5 separate regions of the Mus musculus genome follow, and regions 1, 3, 4 and 5 are each linked to region 2. The links are chromatin contacts, called in public HiChIP or PLAC-seq, capture Hi-C and promoter capture Hi-C maps. All regions are on one chromosome and are shown on one strand. Each heading gives the region's core, a stretch centred on a gene start, on an enhancer-like site or on the middle of the called end of the contact. The rest is flanking DNA. Distances are from core to core; before and after follow the strand shown.

Region 1 (2,770 bases), core at 209-2,708, 2.4 Mb after region 2:
AATTTTCCATGGTGCCTCCCTCTGCATGAAGTTACTCAGAGGTACATGCTGCTCCTGGCCAGTTCCTACAGTTACCACAGAGCTCAGCTCAGCGGACTTCTTTAGCAAAGCCGTGTCTGCATCTCATGAATGTCACTTCTCCAAGTGCTGTCTGGTACTAAGTACTAAGTTGGGGTTACTTCTCTGATTAAAGAATGTCTGCCTAGGTGCTATAGACATGATGGCTCAGCCAAGAGCACTGGCTGCTCTGCCAGAGGTCCTGAATTCAATTCCCAGCAACCACATGGTGGTTCGCAATCATCTATAATGGGATCTGATGCCCTCTTCTGGTATGCAGGTATAGATGCAGATAGAGCACTCATGTACACAAAATAAATAAATCTCAAAAAAAAAAAAAAACCAAAATGGCTGCTTAATTCACAAGTAGTATTTCCACTGAGACAGCAACTTCGCCATTTTCTCTCCCTGGCCTGTCCCAGTAGCAAATGCTTGGCCAGGATAGCCAGTTACACTTCCATCAACATGTAATCCTTTCTATTTAATTTCAAACACAGCCAAAGTTGTGTTTAAATTGCCAATGGTCAGTTGCCACACATGGTCCTGGTCAGCAGCTATTACTGTACTAGACCATGAAAATACAATGTGTGTGTGTGTGTGTGTGTGTATGAACATGTATGTGTGAATGTGTGGGCATGTATATGTATGTGTAAGTGTATGTGTGTAAATGTGTATGAGTGTGTTTATGTATGTGTGTATGTATATGTGTAAATCTGTGTGTATGTGAGTGTGTGTGTGTGTGTGTGTGTGGCCGTGTGTTTCCGCGCGCTTGCTCTTTTTCTCAAAGTTGCTTAACAGCAACTCCGTCTCTTATTCAGCCAGCGTGGTACAATAATTAAAGGATTCTGTTTCTGGGTGGGAATGAGGGTGCATCTATTTCCTCGACTGTAAAACTACCCCCAACTGTTAACTTTAAGCGAGACGATATATGAAAAAACCAAGCTTAACACAGTATGTGCTCTGAGTCATTACGACTATTACTACCACATCTAAGTACGGTGAAGCAGCCAGTCACACCACAGGTCTGTCTGTCAACAGTCAAGGACGCTGGGTGCCGGGCAGTGAGAATCGAAAATACTTCTTTGACCCCTGCCAACCCGGCCCGGCTGGCGCTGGCTCACCTCGCGCGCGCCCAGGGAGGCTGCCCGCCTTGATGCCCCCGCTGCAGAGTTCCTCGGCATCCACAAACTCCTCCTCCTGCTCCCCCTCCTCCTCCTGCGCACAATCCTCCTCCTCGTCGTCGCTCTTGTACGGGTGCAGAGGGCCCAGGAGCTCGCGCAGACGATCCTGCCTAGCCATTATCTCTTCGGCGAACTTGGCTCAAAACAACTCTACAAAACCTGGCGCGCGGTGTCCAAAACTGCAACCAATCAACTCGACCCGGGTAAGCCGGTCAGCTTCCGGGAACATCCAGGAGGCGGGCGGTATGGGGGCGTGGTCTGAGCGATGCTCCGCCCCAAAGGAGGAGACTGGTGACAGGCGGGACCAGCAGGCTGGGAGGTACCACGGCGGGCTGGCTGCTGACAGTTTCAGAACTGCTCTTTTTAGAGGTGCTGGGCGTTTCCTGCGGAGAAGGAGACGTGGTGAAAGGTCACGACTCTTGGGCGCAGAGAACCCCGGGAAAGCAGGGCATCCTCTGCCCGCTCTCTTAAAAAGAACACAGCAGAGGCCTCTAAAGACCTTGGGGCACTACCCAAAAGAGTGAATCTCCAATCCGGAGAGCGTGGTGGCGACGGCTAGGTGCCTCCTTACACGTAAAAGCGCCGCGGAGAAGTTGAATTTACATCATGTAGGGAGGGCATTTATCCAAGTAGATAACTAGGTCCCTTTGTATATATCCTCTGCATTGGGAGTTAAAGTTGTGATGTACTTTCTCATTTTTAATGCATGACCTGGGTTGTCCATTTTTATGCTTTTCCCGCTTTGGAAACCACTGGCTTTCTTTCCCGTTTATATACTACTCTCCTCGACTTCTTTTTGTTTTGTTTTGTTTTGTTTTGTTTTGTTTTGTTTTGTTTTGTTGTTTTTTCGAGATAGGGTTTCTCTGTGTAGCCCTGGCTGACCTGGAACACACTCTAGGTCCACCGCCCTAGTTCCTGTTTTCAGTAAAGCAAAAGGTGGGGACTTGTAGCCCAGAGAATATGCAGACTTGAGATAGAAAAAAAAAGAACAGCCGGGCTTGGTGGCGCATGCCTTTAATCCCAGCACTAGGGAGGCAGAGGCAGGCAGATTTCTGAGTTCGAGGCCAGCCTGGTCTACAAAGTGAGTTCCAGGACAGCCAGGGCTATACAGAGAAACCCTGTCTCGAAAGAAAAAAAGAAGAAAAGAAAAAAAAAAGAACAAAAGCTGAATACTGCGGCCGCGGTTCTCTAGATGGATAGTGTTTAAAAGTCGCGGTGCCCTTTAAGGGGCGCTATAAAATACTATTTTACTTTAAGGTTATTGTTTATTATGTAATTATCCTAACGTTAATCCTAAAAACTATGTTTTTATTAAACCCCAAAGCTGTGTTGCTGGTTTCTAATAAAGGCATTTGTCATACCCAAATGTCACGTGCATAGGATCAACCATAACGAATACGCACAGGCATCTTTCTTTTAGATTCCTTTTTTTTTCATGTGCGTGAGGTTTTTTTTTTTTTTTTTTTTTTTTGCTAGCATATGTGTCTGTGCACTCTGCATACCCAAAGCAAAACTTCCAGGCTGTATACTTA
Region 2 (2,866 bases), core at 182-2,681:
AGTAGAAAACTTAAAGAGATACAGAGCAAAGACTGGAACTTTATATATTTTATGCATTCCTCTCATAACTAAAATCCTCACAAAAAGCACGGATGCTTCTATGACTTTCGGTTTACCATTTAGAACAGTGATAGAACATCATGTCACAACCAGCAGCACCCACACACTGTGCACTTCTAAAGCCTGCGTCAGGGGAAGGGCTGTGGAAATATAGGTCGCAGTGACCACTCTCTAATGCAATTGCAATCGAGAAAGTTAAGAGTTTGTAGGTAAATACTTAAAACGACTGTGCGATAATCCAGGTTTCAATTTTGTTTCCTCGATTACCTGGTAAAACAAGCTATATTTACACACTCGAGGCAGAAATACCAACCAGAGTCTCTTGTTCCGAAGCTGGAATCTGTGAGGTGCTTGCAGCACCCTCGGTAGACACAGACATGTTGGTATTGCACATTGGCCTACAAGTAGAAAAAAAACAACAACACACACGATAAAAACTTGAAATTATAAAACATCTACGAAAAGGGACAAATAGATACATGCATTTACGAAGGAGACAGAAAACGTCTTTCGGCAATAGCTCTCAAATGCAAAACGACGTCGGCGAGCTGTCCCTTACCTGGAGGCCCGCAGGAGAAGCGCGGTGATCCGAGAGGGTCCCCCAGGGGTGTCCGGTCGGTCTCCCGCTCGCCCAGCAGACGGCTGCGGAAACGGGGCAGCGTTTAAATAACCCCAGCTGGAGACATGTCAGGACTTAGCTCCTCCGACAGCCGACGCCGGACGTGTCCCAACTTGACCAGCCCCACAGGAAGAGCTGAGTCAACTCGGCCCAGCCCAGTCCCACCCGTCCCGGAAGCCGCATCCCGGCGAGTCCGGGACCAGGCACCTGTCACCTCCTGGACCCCAGCAACGAGCCCAGCGCGACCCCGGAGCGGGCCCCCCGCGCGCGGGGCCTGCTGGGAGACCCCCGCTCTTCCCTCCTCCCCCTCCCTCCGTCCCCTCCCGCGCATGCGCCGTGCTAACCGCGCCATCTCCCACCCCACCCCCCACTCCCACCCACACGCACACCCCCGGCCGCAGAATGACATCAGGGCCCAGCGCGGGCAAACGGTCGCCCAGCCTCGTGCCCCGCGACCCCACGAGCCGGCCCGGGTTACGAGTAGGCCCCGGAGGGCGCGGAAAAGAGGGAATGATCGGGACTCTCCGCCGCCCACGGAGCGGGTACCTGCTACTTCCCGCGCATCTTCCGACCCTTCACGGGGAGCGCGGAGGCCCCGCGGCCGGGGCCTGAGCGACCATGGTCGCTCCAGAGCTCGAGCGACGAGAAGGCGGCGGCTCCTCACCGGCCGCTCCTAGGCTACGCTGGCCCCGGAGGCCCCGTTAACAAAGCAGAGTTCTGTGACGAGCGCCCCCTACCGTCCGCGGAGAGAACGCCGGAAGCCACGGGCCATCCGGGCATCGGGGCGTGCGCGCGCGCACGCCCGACGCCGCCTCCTGGACCAATAGGAGGCGGGGGGCGGGGCTTAGCGGCCGCCCGGTGCCGGAGCGCGCAGGAGGTGGGGAGGGGCCGCGCGGTTGTGTTTACCGCTCGAAACCGCAATGGTCGCTAGGCAAGTTCCTATCCGACTGCTGCTGCTACCAAAAGAAAAGCAAGACTAACAGCTGGGTAGTATTTTTAAATCCATCCCGCCAGCAGCTGAAGTTGTATACAAATGAGTGATTTTTTTTTAAGACTTTAAAAATAGGCAAGGTGAGAGAGGGTGGAGTGGGACGGGGAGGAAATTGTGAGAAGGGGGTGTCCCAGAAGGGAACGGAGAGCGGGGTGGAAAGTGAATAAATAATAATGAATAAAAAATGAATAGCTCCATGGTCAAGAGTGCATACAGCTCCTTTTTAGGTTTTCAGTCACTCACGCCACACAAATTCTGTCATTGCAGGGTACTCAACACACTCTTCTGGTCTCCATGAGCAACCGCACCTGTGTGCACAGACATACACATAATTAAAGTTAAAATTAAAAAAAAAAATTCAAAGACTGTTAGGGTCCATGACACCTTGGGCTCATAGTATGTAAACGCAAAGAATGTTTTAATCTGCAGAAGTCAGCATTCTGGTGTCTCCTCTCCCCATTACTAAGATAGAGACACCCAAGTGAGTTTGCAGACCTGACATAAAGCATATTAGCGAATTCTGGGATAGGTGACCTCTATGTTAATCTATTGGGTCCATCTTTAGGGACATTCCATTCCCGGGGTGAGAGGGCTGGAAACTTTTGGCTGAGAAAGTCTGGAAACTGCTGCTGACCCATTGTCCTTGCCTCAGGCGGGGCAGCTTCTGAGGCCCGGACTTGCCCGGAATTGCCCAGTTCTTGGAAACAGAGATTTAGGCCTAGTCCCCTTAACTGCCAGTTTGAAACTTGTCATGAAATCAGCCTGGCCTTTTCAACACATACACTCCAGTGTTTACAAACTTTCTAATTGTTAGTCATCTTGAGGGCCCAAGATAGCATTATAAGGTATAGGAGTTTGGCCTGGACGCTGCTTTAGGCAGTGTGGACGCAGGTCAAAGAAAAGCATTGATAAGGCCAGATATAATGGTGTGCGTGTAATCCCAGGTACAGAGCAACAGCCGTCTGGGTCCACCTTTTAAGGTACATCTAAGAACGGAGGGTGTGTGGCACCGAGAAGGTCCTGCATTGTTCAGTCCTCGGTCCCCAAAGCAAAAGCCCCAGATCTTAAAGGACTTAAAACCAGGGGTGGTGGCACATTTGCACAGTCAAAGATAATCAGGAAGCTGAGGCAGGAGGATAGCTTGAGTTGAGCAATTTAAAGCTAATTTGAGTAACATTGATAACCTACCTAAAGGA
Region 3 (2,722 bases), core at 127-2,626, 2.3 Mb before region 2:
TAAAACAAAACAACCCAAACAGGCAACAAACAAGAGTTGGATATGGAGCAGCCTCTGAACACATGCATGGGTGCACAGTATATGCAAAACCCTGGATTTAACCCCCCCCCCCACTCTAAGAGCCAAATCCAAAATAATCCTTTAGAACCATCACAGGACCAAGGTATATAATCCGAATATATTAATGCCAAAATGAAATCCATCAGCTTGTACAATTAATATATACTAAGGGAGAAAAGTCCGTAAAGTCTTGTCTTATGTTGAAGTGTCCTGTAAAGTCATATACGATGGTTGGAGGTTGTAATCCCAATACTCTGGAGGCTGAGACAGGGATCAGGAAGAATTCAGTAGCAGGAGCAGTAGTAGGAGCTAAGACAGCAAGATTTGGCTTCATGAGAGCAAAGATGTACCAAGAAGCCAATGGAAAGACCAAGTGGCTGCAGGGTACGGTGATGATCAAACCGGACGAGCAAGAGGACAGTGTCTGCACGAGACCTATCTATTTGTGTGAAGTGACAAATTCTTCAACTTGCAAATGAAAAGACTGTACCTCCTTTGTTATTCTCACGGGATTATGAAACCGCTACACCATGGCAAATCTTAAAAAGATAAGCATCCCCCAAATTGTTTCACAAAACTACCTTTTATGTCTCCCCCCCCCCCAACTAAGGTAAACAGAAGTAATTATTTGAGACATGCGTTTTGTGATAGGTATCATTAAATATCAGCACAAGAAACATCATGGAAGGCTGTAAAGTTCTCTAGACATTGTTTATCTTATCACCGTAGCAAACCAGATTCAGGTTTCGGCAGTGAACATAACTGTTCTTAACCATTTACATATTTTTTGGATTTTGAAGTCGTAGTTTAAAATTCCACCCATTAACTTCTAGCAAAACTTAAAACACTTTTACTTACCATAATAGGTGCTAGCAGTCATTGACATAATCCAGAACGCTAGGGAAATGCAAATGATCAGGCTCAGTATTACTATATTGGTAATCATCTTTATATACCTTTTGCACGTAGTGTCGTCACTATCTGTCATGGAAAATAGAGCTACGAGCACCTGAGGGGGGGGAATAGATAGCATTTCAGATGAACCAAGTCATTCAAGTTTCTTGCAACAATACTCCTTTAGAGGCATAGAGAAATACCAACATCTTCCACCAACCGAACGACAAAATAGAATCGTAAATCCAAAACGTCTAGTCACTGCTGCAGGCGCAGCGCTCCGGCTCGACCCGGGGAGGTTAACGCCGCCCTTGGAAAAAGAAGGTGCAGGGAGGATGCACAGAGGACCCGCCAGGCCAGCAGGGAGGCCGGCAGCTCCCACCTAGAGGGACCCGGAAGGAGCACAAACGACCGGTGGCCAATGAGCGGCCAGCACCGCGGAGCCCCGCCCCTCCCCGCCCTCGGACCCCCCCCCCGAGCTCCGCCCCCGCACGGCGCGCTCCGCCCCCTGGGCCCCTGCTCCAAGTCTGCCCCAGCTCCACCTCTGCCGTACGCTGCCCGGGCAAGCGAACCAAGGCTGGGAACAGCGCGGGCGAGCGCCTTTACGTCCCCACCCCGCTGCCCCGGGAGTCGCTCTGGTCTCTCCGCGACTCCCTCCGTGTACGCATGCGCAGCAGCCCTGCTCCGCTCACGTGACTCGTCGAGGCGGAAACCCGGCTTGAGTTTGCTTAGTGTCTCTTTGCGGGTCGGAGTGCTGTTTCTAAAGCACCTCCAAAATAGACGTTAGGACAAATTAGGTCTTGGGATTTGTGGACAGCCTAGACTTGAAAAAAAAAATGTCACCAGTAAGGGTGGTGTGGGTCACTAAAACCTGCCATTGATGGAATAATGAACTGCGAGTGAATTTAGAGCCAGTAATGGGTTGTAACTTATGAAGCATTCATACCAGGCGATAGGGTGTGGACGACGTAGGAGTTTATCGTTAGAAGCGAAATTACTTAGAAAGTAGCTTAAAACAATGGCTTGGCTCTTAACCTGGGCCAGACTCAACTGGTACTGCGGTATGTAAACATAAATATAGTTCCCACGGTTGAGCTTTTGTATAATTACTGTTCTAACACACATTGTGGAAGTGTCTGTCCCCATCCACTCTATCTGTAAAAGTAACTTATTCGTCTGATGTATTGTCCTCTTGTAGGGCTCACTGTTGAATAAGCTCACCCTTTATAGTTCTTTCTAGAACTCTGGCTGTCTGGTTCAACCTAGCTGTTCTGGCTCAAACTCCTCACCAAGCTGCCTGATTCAATCTGGCTTCTCTCAAGTTCCCATTGAATTGTTCTGCCTAGCCTCAAACAACTCTGGCATTTTGTTCTAATCACCTGGCTCCTTCTTGTTCTCTGGCTTTAGTTGACTCTGCTCACCTGCAATGAACTTCATAGACTTGAAACAAACAAAAACCACAACCCGAACTCAACTGCAACTGCACCGCACTCCTGGCACTGCCTCCCACCTCTGACTAGCTGTCTCTCCCTGCACTGGGGCTCTTAAAATAGCTTCTCTTTCCTGTGCTGTCCTTGTAAGATGCATTCTGTCTCTGACTCATTCTGTCAAATCTTTCGATCTTTGTTACTTTGTCTGGCCCTCAATTAGACATCACTTTCACACCTGGCTCCTTCCTTCTAAAAACGAATTTGACCTTAAAGGACTGTACTCAGGTTGTATCCGTGTTCCAGGCAGAGGGGTTAAAGGGATGTGGCCTGTCTGCGAT
Region 4 (2,880 bases), core at 100-2,599, 2.5 Mb after region 2:
ATCCGTAACGAGATCTGGTGCCCTCTTCTGGAGTGTCTGAAGGCAGCTACAGTGTACTTACATATAATAAATAAATCTTAAAAAGAAAGAAAGAAAGAGAGAGAGAGAGAGAGAGAGAGAGAGAGAGAGAGAGAGAGAGAGAGAAAGGAAGAAAGAAAGAAAGAAAAGTGGAAATCACATCCACCGCAAACAGCATTTCCCTTATAGATTATTGGAGACTTATTGGAAACAGCGAAGTGGGTTATGCATGCCATCTGAGTTCTGTCCCAGGATCCCGTGGTGGAAGGAGAGAACTGGTTCCTGGAATTTGTCTTCTAGATGCGGGAGGAGTGTGGGATACACACACAAAAAACACCAAAGAATAGATATCTTAAAGTTCTAAAAGAAAGGAAGGAAGGAAGGAAGGAAGGAAGGAAGGAAGGAAGAAGGAAAGGAGAAAAGAAAGAAAGAAAGAAAGAAAGAAAGAAAGAAAGAAAGAAAGAAAGAAAGAAAGAAAGAAAGAAAGGAAGGAAGGAAGGAAGGAAGGAAGGAAGGAAGAAAGAAAGAAAGAAAGAAAGAAAGAAAGAAAGGAAAGAAAAGAAAGTAAGTTTGCTTTTTGTTTTTGAGATGGCGTCTCATGTTTCCCAAGCCAGCTAGGAACTCTCTACAAGGAGAGGATGCTCTTGAGCATCTGTCCTGCCTACTTCTACCTCTCAATGACTGGCACTACCACTGTCTGTTTTATTCCAAGCTAGGGAATCGAACATGCAGCTTCATACATCTATAGGTAAGCACTCTAGCAACTGAGCGGCATCTCAAAAAAGAAGTTATAATATTAAAAAAATCTGATGTAGGGGTTGTAGAGCCAGTAGCCATGCCCTGCATACGGTAATATTTGCATACTGCTGCGCACACTGCAAACCGAGTGAAGCGAGAATCTCTTCCCAGCACGGGATGCTTTCTTGACATCTGACATACCCAATCCCCTAACTTGATACAGCAGTACCCCACTGTCAGAGAGGGAAGGAGAGTGAGTGGCAGGTCCCCGGGTTTGCTGAGTCCCTCGCGGGGGAGGACCGGCAGGTCTGAGTCGCACTCACCCAGGCCCCGCCAGCCGAGCGGGCCATCGCAGCTGTCCAGGATCCCGCAAAGCTCTCCCAGCAGTGCGGGCGGCAGGTCGAAGAGCAGCAACTGTGGCGACAGCGCGCCACGGGCCCCGCACCGGCCGGCCATCGCGGAGTCCCGGGACCCCACGCAGAGAAGCAGGGAGGTCGCCGCTGTCACCGCCTTTCACAACCGCGGAAATTCAGCTCCACGACGGCTGCCCGGAGCTTGCAACACGCCGTCGCAGGGCGGGCCCCACGTGACGTAGGGAGCCGCTCCCCAGGGATGCGCCCTGCGAGACCTGGGCTGCCCTTGCTCCTAGCCGCTGTCCCGCGACCCTGCGCGCCGCACCCCAGGTCATCTTTGTTATGAACCGTTCTGTCCGTCCCCGTCTTGGGACATGACCCAGGAGACCAGCCAAGAAAATGAGGGCGGGGAACAGCGGCTGGAATCCGGGAAAGCCGCCACCCCTCTGCTGCTCTGGGACGGGCGGCCTCCTGGCCACGATGGATCTAAGAGGTTTGTGTTACATCTTTTAAAGTTTCTCTTTGTCCCGTCAGGAAAGAAATGCGTGCTCACCGAGAAACACGTTTTTGCCAAATAACTTTAAACGGAAGGAAACGTGTACACGCCGGGCGAAATGGACATAAAAAGAAAACCACAACAAACAGGCCAAACCTGGGCAAACAAACTGCTCATCCTTGCTGCAGAAGGCAACCCCTGCCGTCGTGCCGCTTGGTTTTACTACAGTCTCCCTTTCTTTCCTCGCAGTGCTTCAACGAGTTTGCAAAATGAAGTTTAGGAAACATTGGCTGGTGTGTTGAAATATTCTACCGTTTATGCTGTAATGACCACCGCAGGAACGGTACGGATACTACTGACAAAGGAGGTGGGAAAATGAAGTGGGAGATTTTATGATAACCAGGCACTGAAAAACAAACTCCTGTTTCAATCCCCTGAGCTTGTCTTTGGAATGGCGCCCCCTGGCGGTCAGCAGCAATGGTGCCTGGGCATTCAGTACCCACAGTGGCAAAGTTAGAACTGTTTGAGCAAAACTTCTTAAGTCTCCTCATTCTAAGGACTACGGTTTTATCAGGCTACACCCCAAAAAGGGTCTCTATGCCACCATGCTGAGCATCAGAGGGAGAGAAGATTGATACAGGGTTCTTTTTGACTTTCTAGACCAGACAAAAGCAACCTGAGACGTGTGCCTGCACAGGAAATCGCCATGTGTGGTTGTGTTAGCTTTCTGACAAAATGCCCCCACCGAGCAGCTTCAAAAGAAGAAGTTGTTTGGTACACAACCTCGGAACTTCAGTCCATGGTTGCTTGACCCCAATGTCTTTTGAGGTCTCTGAGAAGCCAAAGTGTCATAGCGTAAGTGATCCATGGCGGCAGGAAATGAGAGAGAGGGAGGGAGGAAGGGGGACAGGGCCAGGGTACCAAATTCCCTTCAAGGGATCTGATTTATTTGCACTAAGACCTATCTGGTTCCGGTTCAGTCGCCTATCAGCACTGTAGGCTGGCAAGCAAGCTTTTAGTATATGGGCAGTCAGAGGATGTTTAATATCCTCACTATAACAATAACAGTAACACTCAAAATGTTTGCATCACCAGGTCTTCTAATGCGGCATGAGGCAAGGAGAAAGAGATTGGGGGCAAGATACACCCTCCAAAGCCACGCCTCCAATGACATAATCCATCCGTGAAGTCAGTGTCTGTGAGCTGCTTACCTCTACACTACACTACACTACACTACACTACACTACACTACACTACACTACACCAGCTGGGAAC
Region 5 (2,700 bases), core at 4-2,503, 2.5 Mb after region 2:
CACCTCTTGCTCTTGCAGAAGACCTGGGTTCAGTTCTGTGGTGATTTGGATATGCTTGGCTCATGGGAAGTGGCAATATTGGGAGGTGAGGCCTCATTGGAATAGGTGTGACTTTATTGGATGAAGTGTGTCACTGTGTAGGTGGGCTTTAAGGTCCCTAGTGCTCAAGCTCCAGCCAGTTCAGAAGAGAACCTCTGGCTGCCTTCAGATCTGGGCTTCTCCAGCGCCATGTCTGCCTGCATGCTGTCATGCTTCCTGCTATGACGACAATGGACTGAACCTCTGAAACTGTGAGCCAGTCCCAAATAAATGTTTTACTTTTTAAGAGTTGCTTTGGTTATGGTGTCTTCACAGTAATGGAAGTAAAACTAAGTAAAACTGGTTCCCAGCACCCCTGTGGTGACTCACAACCAACTGTAAATCCAGTTCAAGGGATGAGATGGCCTCTTCTGGCCTCTTCTGGTACCAGGCACACATGTGGTACACATACATGCTTGAATGTGGTGATCTGTTGAAAACACTGTTTCCAGGTAAGTCTGGGTAGTTAACGTTTGTTGCCTAATCACCCACTGAAGATCAATGAATGAGGTACTATCTAGGCCCTAAGACACTCTTCTTATCTTTCACAAGTGTTAAAGAGACTTGCGTATCGCCCATAGCTTGTGCAATATTAGAAGCACATGCAAAAACCACACCTTTTTTTGTAAACTCATTCACCCTAGGTTAGCTTTGTCTCAGGTATGTAATAGTTTGGACAGATCAACATTGGTTGAAATAGCTTGTTTTACCCTTTAAATTCGTGGGGATAAGGAAAGATTATTCTGTTGGGTGACACTTTGAAATATAACTGGCATGCAGTCGACGTGACGTATTTAAGTTGTACAATTTGATACATCCTCACAGCCGCGTACCTCCTAGGATCCTCAGCCGAAATGAGAAAATTTCTAGACTGCAATTAAACAAAAACAAAACTCAGAAAGGGCTCCAGGATGATCAGAGCTGAGCAATCCCTTTGGTATCCTTTCTCGTGAGGCTGTCACAGACAGGGCCCCCGGCCAGGCTTGGCCCATCCAAGGCTTTGAGATGCTTTGATTTATAATTTGCCACTCCCGACAGGAAATTCCTTAAACTTTCTCCTGTAGGTGTAGGGGTCAGCCAAAGCCTCGGGATGACAGAGACAGCTGGTTGACCACGCCTCCCCAAAGACCACGCCTCTCAAGGATCCCGGCATGCTGTGCGCTGGCCCCTGAACGGAAGCCGGAAGCGCCTGTACTTCCGGTTGGCGTCCCACGCGTGGTGCGCGGTGTTGTCTCTCAGGTGAGTTGCGTGGGCTTTGGACTCAACTCCGCGGCGTGAAGGACTGGCTCGGACCCTGCCTCCGCGGCGAGACCTGACCGCATCCTCGCTCGGTGCGGGGCTCGGGAGGGCGAGGCTCGGGGTCCCGCACACGGACCACTGGTGATTGCTGACGCTCAGGGGACCTCACCCAGCCACCCCACGGTTCTCGTGACCTGTACGGTGTGCAGCAGAGCGGTGGCCCCGGGGGATCCGGCTCAGCCCCGCAGTCCGCAGACGGGGACGGTAGCTCCGGGTTGAAGCCGAACTTGGTAGAAAGGAGCTGACAGGAGTCGGAGGATCAGAGCGAGCCTTAGGGAGAGCCATTTCCAGACCTAGATCGGAGATGTGACGGTCCTGAAGTGGGCGTTGTGCGGACTGGAGCTTGCGTGCGTGTGGGGCTAGAGAGTAAGTCGGAGGCCCGAGAGGAGCGGGATGAGCTTTGATACACGAGGGGAGGAGTCTTTAAAAGGCAGGGAGCTATGGTTTAAGCTGTTAAAAGTTCACACTAAAGATGTGGTGACGGATATTGGATAAGAACAGCGCAATAGGTGATTTTAAGGCGGAGCTGTTCGCTTTCTGTGTCTACTATGCATAGCTGCTCTTTGAGAACGGCTTGAATTAACGACTTGTTCCTACTTAAAGGGGCCTGACGTGTCCGGACTTAGTCCTTTCATGCTCTGCGCTGATTATTACATAAGCTAAGCATGAGGGCACAGCACAACTTCTCTTCCATCTGTCCCAGTTCTGAAGAGAAGGCTGCTTGGCCACGTCCTTGCCAGTCAAGGGTGTGAGCAGTAAACCTTTTGTTTGTGTTTCTGTTCACCGCCAGGTGAAGCATGGCTAAAAGCCTGCGGAGTAAGTGGAAGAGGAAGATGCGGGCCGAGAAGAGAAAGAAGAATGCGCCAAGGGAGCTCAACAGACTGAAGAGTATCCTCAGAGTGGACGGGGATGCTCTAATGAAAGACGTTGAGGAGATAGCAACCGTGGTGGTAGCCAAACCTCGCCAGGAGAAAATGCAGTGTGAGGAAGGGCGGTGTGACGGCGCAGATGAGGAAAAGGGTGAGCCTCGGTCTTCATTTACATGGTTTTTCTAAAAAATGATCCACTTTTCTCTTAGGGGTCGGTCTCTCTCTGTCTTTTTAAAGCCGTCTTCTACCCATTCTACTTGTCCCTAGTGTCAAGTCCAAAAGAAACTGGGGACAAATGGCTAGCTGTGGAGCTTATTAGATAATAAAGTACATGCTGGCACCCTGGTTCCTCTCAGCTCCTCCCCCCAACCCCCAAGTGTCTCCACTTCACAAGCCTCCCTCTCACTCCCATATAACACTGCCGTCTCGGCCGTGCTTCTCTCGGCTCCTGGAT

The links. Promoter capture Hi-C pulls out the DNA fragments that hold promoters and counts their contacts. HiChIP or PLAC-seq counts read pairs in DNA pulled down with a chosen protein or histone mark. Capture Hi-C pulls out chosen DNA fragments and counts their contacts.
Region 1: a contact with region 2 is called in an H3K27ac HiChIP or PLAC-seq map of embryonic stem cells, with 4 times the contacts expected there. The contact joins the promoter of Helb here to the promoter of Mdm2 in region 2. A contact is called at or near these places in 1 of 39 promoter capture datasets (pre-B cells) and 2 of 115 datasets of contacts at active chromatin or transcription factors (astrocytes and embryonic stem cells).
Region 3: a contact with region 2 is called in a promoter capture Hi-C map of liver, with 4 times the contacts expected there. The contact joins the promoter of Tmem19 here to the promoter of Mdm2 in region 2. A contact is called at or near these places in 2 of 39 promoter capture datasets (hippocampal neurons and liver) and 1 of 115 datasets of contacts at active chromatin or transcription factors (embryonic stem cells).
Region 4: a capture Hi-C map of macrophages shows a contact between it and region 2, with 6 times the contacts expected there. The contact joins the promoter of Irak3 here to the promoter of Mdm2 in region 2. A contact is called at or near these places in 2 of 39 promoter capture datasets (hippocampal neurons and pre-B cells), 2 of 115 datasets of contacts at active chromatin or transcription factors (astrocytes and embryonic stem cells) and 1 of 9 other capture datasets (macrophages).
Region 5: a contact with region 2 is called in a promoter capture Hi-C map of liver, with 2.9 times the contacts expected there. The contact joins the promoter of Llph here to the promoter of Mdm2 in region 2. A contact is called at or near these places in 3 of 39 promoter capture datasets (hippocampal neurons, liver and pre-B cells), 3 of 115 datasets of contacts at active chromatin or transcription factors (astrocytes, embryonic stem cells and large pre-B cells) and 1 of 9 other capture datasets (adipose tissue).

Annotation. Positions count from the first base shown.
Region 1 is chr10:120,111,507-120,114,276 of GRCm38.p6, forward strand. Helb (helicase (DNA) B) reads right to left here and starts at 1,459. Exons shown (of 13, transcript NM_080446.2): 1 at 1,179-1,459. The coding sequence starts at 1,356.
Region 2 is chr10:117,709,327-117,712,192 of GRCm38.p6, forward strand. It overlaps Mdm2 (transformed mouse 3T3 cell double minute 2), which reads right to left and starts at 1,432. Exons shown (of 12, transcript NM_010786.4): 1 at 1,226-1,432; 2 at 620-702; 3 at 374-458. The coding sequence starts at 454.
Region 3 is chr10:115,360,891-115,363,612 of GRCm38.p6, forward strand. Tmem19 (transmembrane protein 19) reads right to left here and starts at 1,377. Exons shown (of 7, transcript NM_133683.4): 1 at 1,162-1,377; 2 at 919-1,069. The coding sequence starts at 1,048.
Region 4 is chr10:120,200,248-120,203,127 of GRCm38.p6, forward strand. It overlaps Irak3 (interleukin-1 receptor-associated kinase 3), which reads right to left and starts at 1,350. Exons shown (of 12, transcript NM_028679.4): 1 at 1,080-1,350. The coding sequence starts at 1,212. It overlaps Gm38500 (predicted gene, 38500), which reads left to right and starts at 1,343. Exons shown (of 3, transcript NR_166661.1): 1 at 1,343-1,602; 2 at 1,855-1,948; 3 at 2,701-2,880.
Region 5 is chr10:120,225,807-120,228,506 of GRCm38.p6, forward strand. Llph (LLP homolog, long-term synaptic facilitation (Aplysia)) reads left to right here and starts at 1,254. Exons shown (of 3, transcript NM_025431.2): 1 at 1,254-1,317; 2 at 2,168-2,397. The coding sequence starts at 2,175.